Linked DNA regions of Pan troglodytes: region 2 is linked to region 1. The links are chromatin contacts, called in public Hi-C maps. All regions are on one chromosome and are shown on one strand. Each heading gives the region's core, a stretch centred on a gene start, on an enhancer-like site or on the middle of the called end of the contact. The rest is flanking DNA. Distances are from core to core; before and after follow the strand shown. Region 1 holds the start of PLXNB3 (plexin B3). Region 2 holds the start of NAA10 (N-alpha-acetyltransferase 10, NatA catalytic subunit).

The links. Hi-C and Micro-C count contacts between places; a contact is called where the count stands out from the background.
Region 2: a contact with region 1 is called in a Hi-C map of stem cell-derived neural progenitor cells, with 2.9 times the contacts expected there. The contact joins the promoter of NAA10 here to the promoter of PLXNB3 in region 1. A contact is called at or near these places in 2 of 7 Hi-C or Micro-C datasets (induced pluripotent stem cells and stem cell-derived neural progenitor cells) and 1 of 1 datasets of contacts at active chromatin or transcription factors (stem cell-derived excitatory neurons).

What each region holds. Positions count from the first base shown.
Region 1 is chrX:151,226,876-151,232,581 of NHGRI_mPanTro3-v2.0_pri, forward strand. It overlaps PLXNB3 (plexin B3), which reads left to right and starts at 3,281. Exons shown (of 35, transcript XM_016944543.3): 1 at 3,281-3,368; 2 at 4,563-4,672. The coding sequence starts at 4,628. It overlaps LOC134809295 (a long non-coding RNA gene), which reads right to left and starts at 3,270. Exons shown (of 3, transcript XR_010154694.1): 1 at 2,774-3,270; 2 at 2,427-2,537; 3 at 1-2,159.
Region 2 is chrX:151,401,510-151,406,570 of NHGRI_mPanTro3-v2.0_pri, forward strand. It overlaps NAA10 (N-alpha-acetyltransferase 10, NatA catalytic subunit), which reads right to left and starts at 2,119. Exons shown (of 8, transcript XM_016944567.3): 1 at 1,935-2,119; 2 at 1,428-1,526; 3 at 990-1,048. The coding sequence starts at 1,955. It overlaps RENBP (renin binding protein), which reads right to left. Exons shown (of 9, transcript XM_063804730.1): 8 at 2,558-2,645; 9 at 2,248-2,473. The coding sequence ends at 2,337.

The sequences.
Region 1 (5,706 bases), core at 2,031-4,530:
GATCAGCCTGGCCAACATGGTGAAACCCTGTGTCTGGTAAAGATACAAAAATTAGTCAGGCATGGTGGTGGGTGCCTGTAGTCCCAGCTTCTTGGGAGGCTGAGGCAGGAGAACTGCTTGAACCAGGGAGGCGGAGGTTGCAGTGAGCCAAGATTGTGCCACTATATTCCAGCCTGGGTGACAGAGCCAGACTCTGCCTCAAAAAAAGAAATCAAAGCTAAAAAGACTGGAATAGAAGAAACAAAATGGTCATTACTTGCAGATGATAGGATTGTGTACGCAGAAAATCAAAAAGAATCCACAAAGAGAACTCAAACATAATTATTAGACTTAATATGAGAGTTTACAAGGTTACTTGATACAAAATCTGTACATAGAAATCCATTGTTTTTCTATATACCAGCAACACACAGTCTGAATGGGAATTCAAAAGAAGGTAGCCAGGCGCAGTGGCTCACAGGCTCACGGGCCAGCACTTTGGGAGGCCAAGGCGGGAGGGCCGCTTGAGTCCAGGAGTTTGAGACCAGCCTGGGCAACATAGCGAGACCCTGTCTCTACAAAAAAATTACAAAATTAGCCAGGCACTGTGGCGCCTGCCTGTAGTCCCAGGTGTTTGGGAGGCTAAGGTGGGAGGATCGCTTGAGCCCAGGAGGCTTCAGTGAGCCATGATTGCGCCAATGCACCCCAGCCTGCACGACAGAGCGAGACCCCGTCTCAAAAAAAAAAATCAGATTGATAAATGCTATGATATTAAAATTAAGACTTTCTGTTTATCACATGATACATCAGCAAACCGAGAAGACAAGTAACAGGTAGGCCGAAGACATACACCCCAGGGATTGGTATGGAAAATACAGAACACCTGCAAAGTGTAAGCCAAGACATGCATGGGCATTTGACAGAAGAAATGAAAAGTGCTGCAATATGGCCGGTGGTCAAGGAATGCCGATTCAAAACCCAGCAGGGCACCATTTCACACCCACTGTATGCGCAGAAACTCTCAAGTCTGCTCTCTGGTGTACGTGAAGACGTGGTGCAGCAGTGGCAGTGGGGGTGTCCGCTGGGATGCCAGCATGGAGAGCTACGTCTTCAGCCCAGCAAACGTGAAGCCCACGTCCCACTGACCCAACGAGTCCCCTTCCAGCATTGAGAAGCCTGGCACACAGCAAGGAGACGACACCAGATCAGTTGACGCTGCCTTCCCATCCCTTGGTGAGGGGACCCGGCCATTGCAGGATACATCCAGCACGACTCCCCTGACATAAGATGTTCCGGTTCCCCAAACCAGCCTAGATCCTTTCTGGTTACACCAGCTTCAGACCAGGGGCTGCCATAGCCACGCCTCTTATCTGCTCAGAAAGCGTAGAAGGTGCATTTGCAGGCCATATACACACATATTTATAAAAATGGTGCTGCCTGTGGATGGATTTATTTTCTTTTTTCTTTCTTTCTTTTCTTTTTTTTTTTAAAGACAGAGTCTTGCACTGTCACCCAGGCTGGAGTGCAATGGCACCATCACAGCTCACTGCAGGCACCAACTCCCAGGCTCAGGCGATCCTCCCACTTCAGCCTCCCAAGTAGCTGGGACTACAGGCTCGCACCACCATGCCTGGATAATTTTTAAATTTTTTTTATAGAGATGGGGGTCTCACTATGTTGCCCATGCTGGTCTAGAACTCCTGGGCCCAAGTGATCCTCCTGCCTTAGGCTCCCAAAGTGCTGGGATTACAGGCGGGAGCCACGACGCCCAGCCTGATTTATTTTCTTCTGTGGAAAGGAAGGAGAAACCCATTCCCCATGCCAGATTGCAGGCGTCTGTCTCATCCGGGGCCAGCAAGGACATGTGTGTGTGTGTTGGGGTAGGCATGGGGGGAAGGACAGGGAGAGGGAGAGAGGCCAGCTGGCTCCCCCAAGCCTCCCCTCCTGGAGCTTCTAGATCCCTCCCTGGCTCCTTCAAGGCTGCCTGGCCTTCCTGTTGGGGAGAGACCCCTCACCGGCTGCTCACTCGCTTTTTGGTGGTCCTTCCCATGGGCCTGCCTGGTTTGCCTCCACATCCTCAGCGGCTGCAGGTGAGAAGCTGTGGATCTGGGGCCCAGTGGTCCAGAGCGTGGCCCGTGCCAGAATGCCCAGGTTCAAATCCCATCTCTGTGGAATGCACTCTGAAGAAACAACGTCAGGTCATGGCCCTGGGCAAGTTACCCACCTCTGTGCCCCATTTCTCTCCATGCAGGTTGGAAAGAATGACACAGCTGCTCAGGGAAGCACCCATACCCCGAGTCTGCTGGGCCTTTGAGCTCCAGGGCCAACACCTGGCCCTATACCCTGGCCGCCCCCAGGGCTCCAGCCACCTGAGCCAAGCTTCTCACCCCCAGGCCTCCCCAGCCCCATCACCATTTCCTCCTCCCTCATGGGCCCCTCAGTCTTACCGTCCTCCCACTTCCGCCAGCCCCTCTGTGGATGGCCCTGCCACAGGGGGAACAGTGCCCCAGCAGAAAAGCCCCAGGGTCGCCTGGATTCTCCTGCCTTCACCTCCTGCCCTGGGTCCAACGCACAGTCTTCAGAATGCTGCCTCCCCAGAGCGCCTCTAGAACGCGCCCGCCTCTCTCCATGCCCATGACCACCACTGGACCAGGCCTCCCCACATTCTCTGCCCCAGTGCCACCAGCTTGCAGTTGCCCATGGCGAGACAAGTTCAAGTTCTCAAGCCTGGCTACAAAGACCCCACCTGATTTGCTGACCTCCGCCACACCCTGGGAGACGGCCCTTGACCAACCTTGTGTTCCAGTCGGTGGGAAACACTGGTTTTTCCTCAACGCCACGTGGGCATGTCACGTGCAGGCCTGGCCTGGGGTAGGCCTCAGCTCCATCTCCTGCCCAACGCCTGCCAAGGTTCATGGTTCAAGGTCATGTAGCCTGACGGTTAAGTGAAGGGGCCCTGTGATTGACTCAGCCTTGCCACATACTAGCTGTGTGACTTTATTCAAGTTTCCTAACCTCCTGTGCCTCAGTTTCCCAACCTGTGTTTGTTTCCGAATGGTGCCAGTGCCAAGCCCAAGCCTGGCATCCAGTAGGTGCTTCGTGCCAGGTTATGGAATGCCCACCCAATAGGAGGGCGCTGCCGTCTCTCACCTGCCAGGTGCCCACGGTCAGTACGCCATCATGCCCGCTGCGGCCAGCAGAGGGCAGCAACATCCTGCCCTGTGCCATTGGGCAAAGGGGCGGGCGGAGAGAGGCTGGGCTGCCTGGCCAGGCTTGTTGGGATGAGTCGGACTGGGCACGATTGCATTGTGGGGAGGGAGGCTGGGGCTCTGTGAGACGTGCTCCTGGCACCGCCAGCTGCTACTTGGCCCTCGCTGGTGGCCCACCAGGTAGGCAAGAGCTGGGGCAGGCTTGGGCTTGGGCTTGGGGTGCAGGGGCTACCAGGCCTCAGGGCAAGGCATCAGGGTGTGCTTGGGCCAGGGAGAAGCTAGGGTCTCAGGGCCAACTGGCTGGGGTCAGGCAAGAGCCCTCGGGTGTCGGCCCAGCCTGACGACGGCACTAGGTGTCTGGGAGCACGGTGTCCCCCAAGTGGTAGCCCTGGGGTTAGGAGGTGGGGAACCATGTTTCTTCCCCGAAATGGGAAAGCCAACGCCAGCCTCGGGCAGGGTACAGGGTAGAGAGGCTGCCCGCCTGGCTCCCCACCCCCACAGCCACCCAACTGGCCCAGCCAGGTGGCAGCAGCCCACTGCCACCTTGCCCTGGAGCCTACTGCTGCCGTGCTGTGGGGGAGGCAGAGACCCCATCCCCAGTGCACCTGCTCCTGTGCCACTGGCCAGGGTGGCCTGTGAGGGTGACAGGGGGTCTAGCTGCTAGGTGCCCCTCCCTTCCCCATCCCCTGCATGGATGGCATCTAGGCCAGCAGGACGGTGCTTCAGAGGGTGGGGTGGACAGCCCCGGCCTGTGGACCCTCTGCCTCAGCCCATCTCAAGCAGCCTCCTCCCGTGGTCCTGCTCACTGCCACCATGCTGTACCTGGCACCACTTCACCAGTCCCCAGGGGCAGGGCTGGGCTGGGGGTGTGGAGGAAGATCTTTTGGACAAAGGCAGGCATTGAGGGCCAGGACTGGCACTTCACCCAGGCCCCAAGGCTACCAGCCGGCATTTGCAGGGGCTCCAAGGCCCACCCCGTGCCCTTCACAGGGACCCGGGGAGCCAGGGAGGGGCATGCTTAGTGACACAGGGGTTGCAGGGCCAGAGGGGGAGGGCTGGCTGGAGGAAACCCCGGCCCTTTGTCCCCGGATCCCGGGGGTGGCTCCCTGAGGGTGGGAAGTGGCAAGGAGCCCCCTGTCCAGAACAGCCCAGTGGGGGTGACAGCACTAGCGAGTGGGGCCCTGGCCTGGCCTCTGGACAGAGGGAACATTGTTGTGGTGGAGGCAGGGCTGCCTTGGCCTGGCCACTATTGACAAAGCTGCCAGCTGTGAGGGAGCCCGGTCGCCAGGCCCTGGGCGCCACCCCCACCGCCGCCCCTCCTTCCCCAGGCCAGCTCGAATGGGGCTGAGCCTCGACTGTCTCCCTCCCACTCAGGACAATGCCCCCCCGCAGCCATCTCATGCCCATCGCCACTGCCCTGGGGCAGCTGAACTGAGCGTATGTGCCACGCCGCCCAGGAGATCCCTCTGCTGCACCACTTCATGGTAAGTGCCCAGGCCCGGTGTCCCCAAAAATGTTCCTGGGAGGGGCAGGGTAGGGCAGGATGGCTGTGGCCAGGCCCAGGACATACAGGCTGCAGCCTCCCTCATGGCAGACACTGCCCCAGATAGCCCGGGGTCCGCAGGAAGTGTCCGTGCTCTTCCTGCCTGTGTTCCTGAGATAAGCAGCTCCTGGGCCTTCCTCCAGGCGCTGCTCTGCCCTGAGTCCCAGCGGCCCCACTCCTGGTTGGCATGTGACCACACACCCAGGGCAGCATCTCTCTGTGAAGGGCAGGAGGGGCCAGAGCAGGGGCTGCTCCCACCTCTCACCCTCGGGGGCTCACCCCGGGGTCCCACCAGACACACCCAGGAACCATCTCCAGTCTGGCACCCCTCCCTGCCCCTTCCCTGACCCCTCCCCCAGCCAGCTCTCCTGGTCTGCTCTTCTCCTGGGACACTCCCACACTGAGGCCCCCTGTGCCAGCCCCTGAGAGACCCAAACTGCTGGGGCCCATGGGGCAGGAGCAGGCCTCCCCGCACCCCTGAAGCCTGTGTTGTCTCTTGACACCCCTGGCTTCTCCCAGCACCCCCGCTGCCTTGCCCCAGTGCTTCCTCGCCCTGGAGCTGGGCGCCAGCATGGAGCTCACCCCTGCCTCTTCGCTGACTTGCTCCTTGCTCAGCCCGCAGCTGCCTGGCTCTTTCCCCCAGCTGCGGAGGGTTCCTCCTTGCAGCCGGCCCTGGCTGCCCAAGGCAGGTTTTCTCTCCCTGTCTGGTCCCTTGGGGCACACGGTGGCCTCACTCCTCTCACCCCACTTAGATCTCTCTTGTCTGGGTGGCGGGCGCAGGGGCGCGCTGTGACACAGCTTCCGCCAGCCTTCCAGCTCCCACGGCCTCCCTCCCTCCCCTGCCCTCTCTCCATCCCTGCCCCCTCTGTGACTCACAGTCCCTCTGTTAGCGCTCTTGTGGCTTTCCAGGACCTGCCCCCCTTCAACAATCTACATGCATATAAAGTAGGAGATGAAAGAATTCTGTCCTTGTGT
Region 2 (5,061 bases), core at 869-3,368, 170 kb after region 1:
AGGATCACTTGAGCCTGGGAGGTTGAGGCTGCAGTGAGCCATGATCATGCCACTGCACTCCAGCCTGGGCAACAGAGCGAGACCCTGTCTCAAAAAATAAAAAAAGAAATGAGCTGTCAACCCACGCAAAGACAAGGCAGAAGCTTAAATGTGTATTACTAAGTGAAAAAAAGCCAGCCTGAAAAAGCTGTATATAGTATGATTCCAACTCTATGACATCCTGGAAAAGGCAAAACCATGCAGACAGTAAAAAATGAGTGGTTGCCACGGGTTAAGGAGAGGCAGGGATGAATGCGTGGAACACAGGGAAACTATCCTGCGATAATATGAAGGTGGACACATGTCATTTGGTCAAAAGCATGGGGCTTACAACACAAAGAGAAGTGCAGTAATGTAAACTATGGGTTTAGTTAATAATAATATATCGGCCAGGCGCAGTGGCTCACGCCTGTAATCCTAGCACTTTGGGAGACAGAGGTGGGTGGAAACACCTGAGGTCAGGAATTCGAGACCAGCCTGGCCAACGTAGTGAAACCCCATTGCTACTGAAATATGCAAAAATTAGCCAGGTGTGGTGGCACGTGCCTGTAATCCCAGCTACTAAGGAGGCTGAGGCAGGAGAATCGCTTGAACCCAGGGGGTGGAGGTTGCAGTGAGCCAAGATCACGCGACTGCACTCCAGCCTGGGCGACAGGGCAAGACTCCGTCTCAAATAATAATAATAATAATAATAAAATAATAATAGTAACATATCACATTCATTTATCACTTGTCACAAGTGGACCACACAAATCCAACATGCTACTAACAGAGGAAGCTGGCAGGGAGGGGATGCTGAGGGGTGCTGTAAGAACTCCATGTCCTTTCTGTTCAATTTTTCTATAAACTTTCAACTGTACTGAAAAGAAGAAGCCTATTCATTTTTTTTAAAGCCCACAGAGGCATCCACCAGACACGTGTAGCTTCTGTCTTCCTCCTTGGTGACTCACATTTTGGCCAGGACATACCCCACAATCTTCCCATTCTCGTCCTCAGCAATGTAAGAGAGCTGGTGACAGAGAGGAAAACAGAGTGAGAAAACTTCATGTCGGAGCTAGAAGAGCCCTTTAGAGGGACACAAACTGGACGAGTGGCGAGTTGTGTGATGGCTCATGACCTCTGGGCTGAGTGACTTGGTCTCCCCCTCGCCACACTGTGCCCTGCCCATACCCAGAAAGAAGACGCAAAGTGGGGATCCTGCCCCTATTCTCTGCCCCCTTCAGGCGCCTTCTTTTCCTTTGCCCCTGTCTGCCAGCTGAAAACACCCGGGACGCCACCGACCATACAGCCCCCTGGGCTCTGACAGACTTGTCCACTCCCTCCAAGATGGCCAGATGGGATTTTCCTCGGCCTGCTTTCCCCCATGCCCAAATTCAGAAGCTGCCCACCTGGGGCCAGGAAAGGCCATGGTAGAAGTAGTATTTCATCTGGTAGTTCTCGGGCAGGCAGAGGAGGTTGCAGTGCTGCATGTTCATTAGGTCCTCTGGCTGCAGGGAAGGAGGGCAGTGGAACGCGCTCAGTCTAAGGCGGCGGTGACCACGGGTGAGAACCCTGCTCCCCGTCGGTCTGCTCGGCCCCCCTCCCTCGGGGCTGGGCAGGCACTGTGACGATCTGACTTTGCACAACGCCCGGAGCACAGGAACAGGAGTGGGCGCCCCGGAGGTCCCCGGAGCCCACCCAACGGAGGCCCGACATCACGCAAACAGGAGGGAATCGCAGCCCCGGCCCCGCGCCCCGGCCTCTTCGGCGGGCTGGGCCAGCCCCATAGGTCCAGCGGCCGCAGGCACACTCAGGGCCACCGGGCCGGGCTCGGCCGGGGCCCTCGGGAGCATGCGCAGCAGCCACCCGGCCCGGCGCCCACGCGGCGCGGACAGCCTCCCGCCCCGGGCGCTCACCCTCGCATTGCGGATGTTCATAACGGCGGCGGGGCTCGCGGGTCCCAGCGGATCGTGAAGGCGCAGTCAGCTGCCGCCGCGCTCCGAAGCGACGCCGGGACGGCCGGGGCTGGGACCGGAGCTGGGCTCGCTGGGCGACGGCGGAAGGGGCGGTGCGCGCCGGGCCGGCCACCGGCCGGAAGTGCACGGCCGCCGGGCCCGTCCTCCCGGCCGCTTGGCCAATGCGCGGGACAGGCCAGCGCACGGGGCGGGCCAATGCGCGGAGCCGGTCAGCGCGGGGCGGGCCTGGGGGCGGGGCGGGCGCTGCCCCGGAGCTGGAGCCGGCCCCTCCCTCGGCGCGGCAGCCCCCCTCCCGCGAGCCCACAGACGCGCGCACAGCCGCAGGTGGAGCGGACTCAGCCTTTATTCCGCGCCTCGGCAGGCGGGGGTGGGGGCGGGGGTGGGGGCGGGGGTGGGGGCGGGGGCGGGGGCGGGGCGGCTCAGCAGGGCGCCCAGCATCTCCTCGCACATGGCTAGGCACCGCGGCACGTGGAAGCAGCCTGCGGGTAGAGGCGGGCAGGTAGTGCGGGCCGGGCGCAGCCGAGAGGCGCAACCCCTGCGGCCCCGCCCTCTCCCCCACTCACCTTTGAAAGGACCTCCCTTGATGGAGAGGGCCACCTTGCCCTCTCGGCTCAGGTAGCCAAACCATTCCCCGTACTCGGGATCGCGAAACTGGAATAACAGAGACAGTGACAGCTAGCGCCTGCAGGACCCGCCCAGATGCCACTGCATCGCTACCAGGGGTCAGAGCCTGGGTTGACCCCAGGTGACGTGGCTCCAGAACCAGCGATCTTAACCGCGACACTGCGTCCTCCACAAAGATGAAAGCAGGGGTGGGCGCAGCAGGCAGGCTACAACTATATAACCGACTGGGCAAGGGGATGAGACACTGCTAGATGGAATGAAAGAACTCTGCCCTGGGGTGTAGAAACGTTCTCTATCGGGCCGGGCGCTGTGGCTTGCGCCTGTAATCCCAGCACTTTCGGAGGCCGAGGCGGGCGGATAACCTGAGGTCAGGAGTTCAAGATCAGCCTGGACAACATGGTGAAACCTCATCTCTACTAAAAATACAAAATTAGCCGGGCGTGGTGGCACGCACTTGTAATCCCAGCAGTATACTCGGGAGGCTGAGGCGGGAAAATAGCTTGAACACAGGAGGCGGAGGTTGCAGTGAGCTGAGATCACGCCATTGCGCTCCAGCCTGGGTGACAGAGCGAGACTCCATCTCAAACAAACAAACGAACAAACAAACAAACAAAAAAGTTCTCTATCATGATTGTAGTCGTGGTTACGTTGATTCAAAGAAACAAAGAACCCGGCCGGGTGCAAAGGCTCACACCTGTAATCCCAGCACTTTGGGAGGCCGAGGCGGGCGGATCACAAGGTCAGGAGATCGAGACCATCCTGGCTAACACAGTGAAATCCCGTCTCTACTAAAATACAAAAAATTAGCCGGGAGTGGTGGCGGGCACCTGTAGTCCCAGCTACTCGGGAGGCTGAGGCAGGAGAATGGCGTGAACCCGGGAGGCGGAGCTTGCAGTGAGCCAAGATCGCGCCACTGCACTCCAGCCTGGGCAACAGAGCCAGACTCTGTCTCAAAAAAAAAAAAAAAAAAAAAGGGAAAAGAAAAGAAACAAAGAACCCTGATGGAGGCGACGACCTGTCATGAAACTCTTAAGAAGTGACTCCCTTGGAGCTCCCATTCCCGGCTTCACAGGCCTGTCTTCCAGTAGATGCACAATCTCATCTGACTCCTGTGCTGGCTCACCATTGGTCCCAAACTCATCTCCCCCTCCCTCTGCCCCTGCCCAGTGCCCATTCCACTCTCTTTCCTTCTCTCTCCACTAGCATTCCATGGGGCACCTGTCTCAGGGAGGCTTGTCAGTTCAGCCCCTTCTCAAAAGGATCATGGAATCAATTACATTGAAGTCCACTATGAAAATGTCTCTTTAAATGGTGGCCCATAAGAGTTGGTGTATTCTTCTTTGTAGGAAGTAAAACTAGTCCTGGGCTGGGCACAGTGGCTCACGCCTATAATCCCAGCACTTTGAGAGGCCGAGGCGGGAGGATCACTTGAGGCCAGGAGTTTAAGACCAGGCTGGGAAACATAGTGAGACCCCATCTATACAAAAAAAAAAATTAAAGAATTAGCTGGGCGTGATGGCACACAGCTGTAGTCCCAGCTACCTGGGTGGCTGAGGTGGAAGGATCGCTTGAGCCCAGGAGGTTGAGGCTGCACTGAGCCATGATTGTGCCACTGCACTCAGCCTGGGCGATAGAGACCCTGTCTCAAAATAAATAAATAAATAAAAACTAGTTCTGTGTGTATTCATTCTATCTTTTGAGTTACATTGTTCAAGTCCTTACTTATTTTTTGACTGCTTGACATGACACAGGAAGGTAAAGAAGAATTTCCTTCAATGTCTGGATTTTTGCCTTCTGTATTCTGTTATGTTGGTTGATGCATAATGACTTACCTGTTTTTTTGTTTGTTGGTTGGTTTTTTGGTTTTTGTTTTTTTAAGACGGAGTTTCGCTCTTGTCACCCAGACTGGATGGAGTGCAGTGGCGTGATCCCAGCTCACTGCAACCTTCACCTCCCAGGTTCCAGTGATTCTGCTGCTTCAGCCTCCTGAGTAGCTGGGATTACAGGCACCGGCCACCAAGCCCGGCTAATTTATTTATTTATTTATTTATTTATTTATTTATTTATTTTATGGAGTTTTGCTCCTGTTGCCCAGGCTGGAGTGCTTCCCGGGTTCAAGTGATTCTCCTGCCTCAGTCTCCCCAGTAGTTGGGATTACAGGCACCCGCCACCACACCCGGCTAATTTTTTGTATTTTTAATAGAGATGGGGGTTTCACCATGTCAGCCAGGCTGTTCTCGAACTCCTGACCTCAAGTGATCCGCCTGCCTCGGCCTTTCAAAGTGCTGGAATGACAGGCGTGAGCCACCGCGACCAGCCCAATTTTTGTATTTTTAGTAGAGACGGGGTTTCACCATGTTGGCCAGGCTGGTCCAGAACTCCTGACCTCAGGTGATCCACCCGCCTCAGTCTCCCAAAGTGCTGAGATTACAGGCATGAGCCA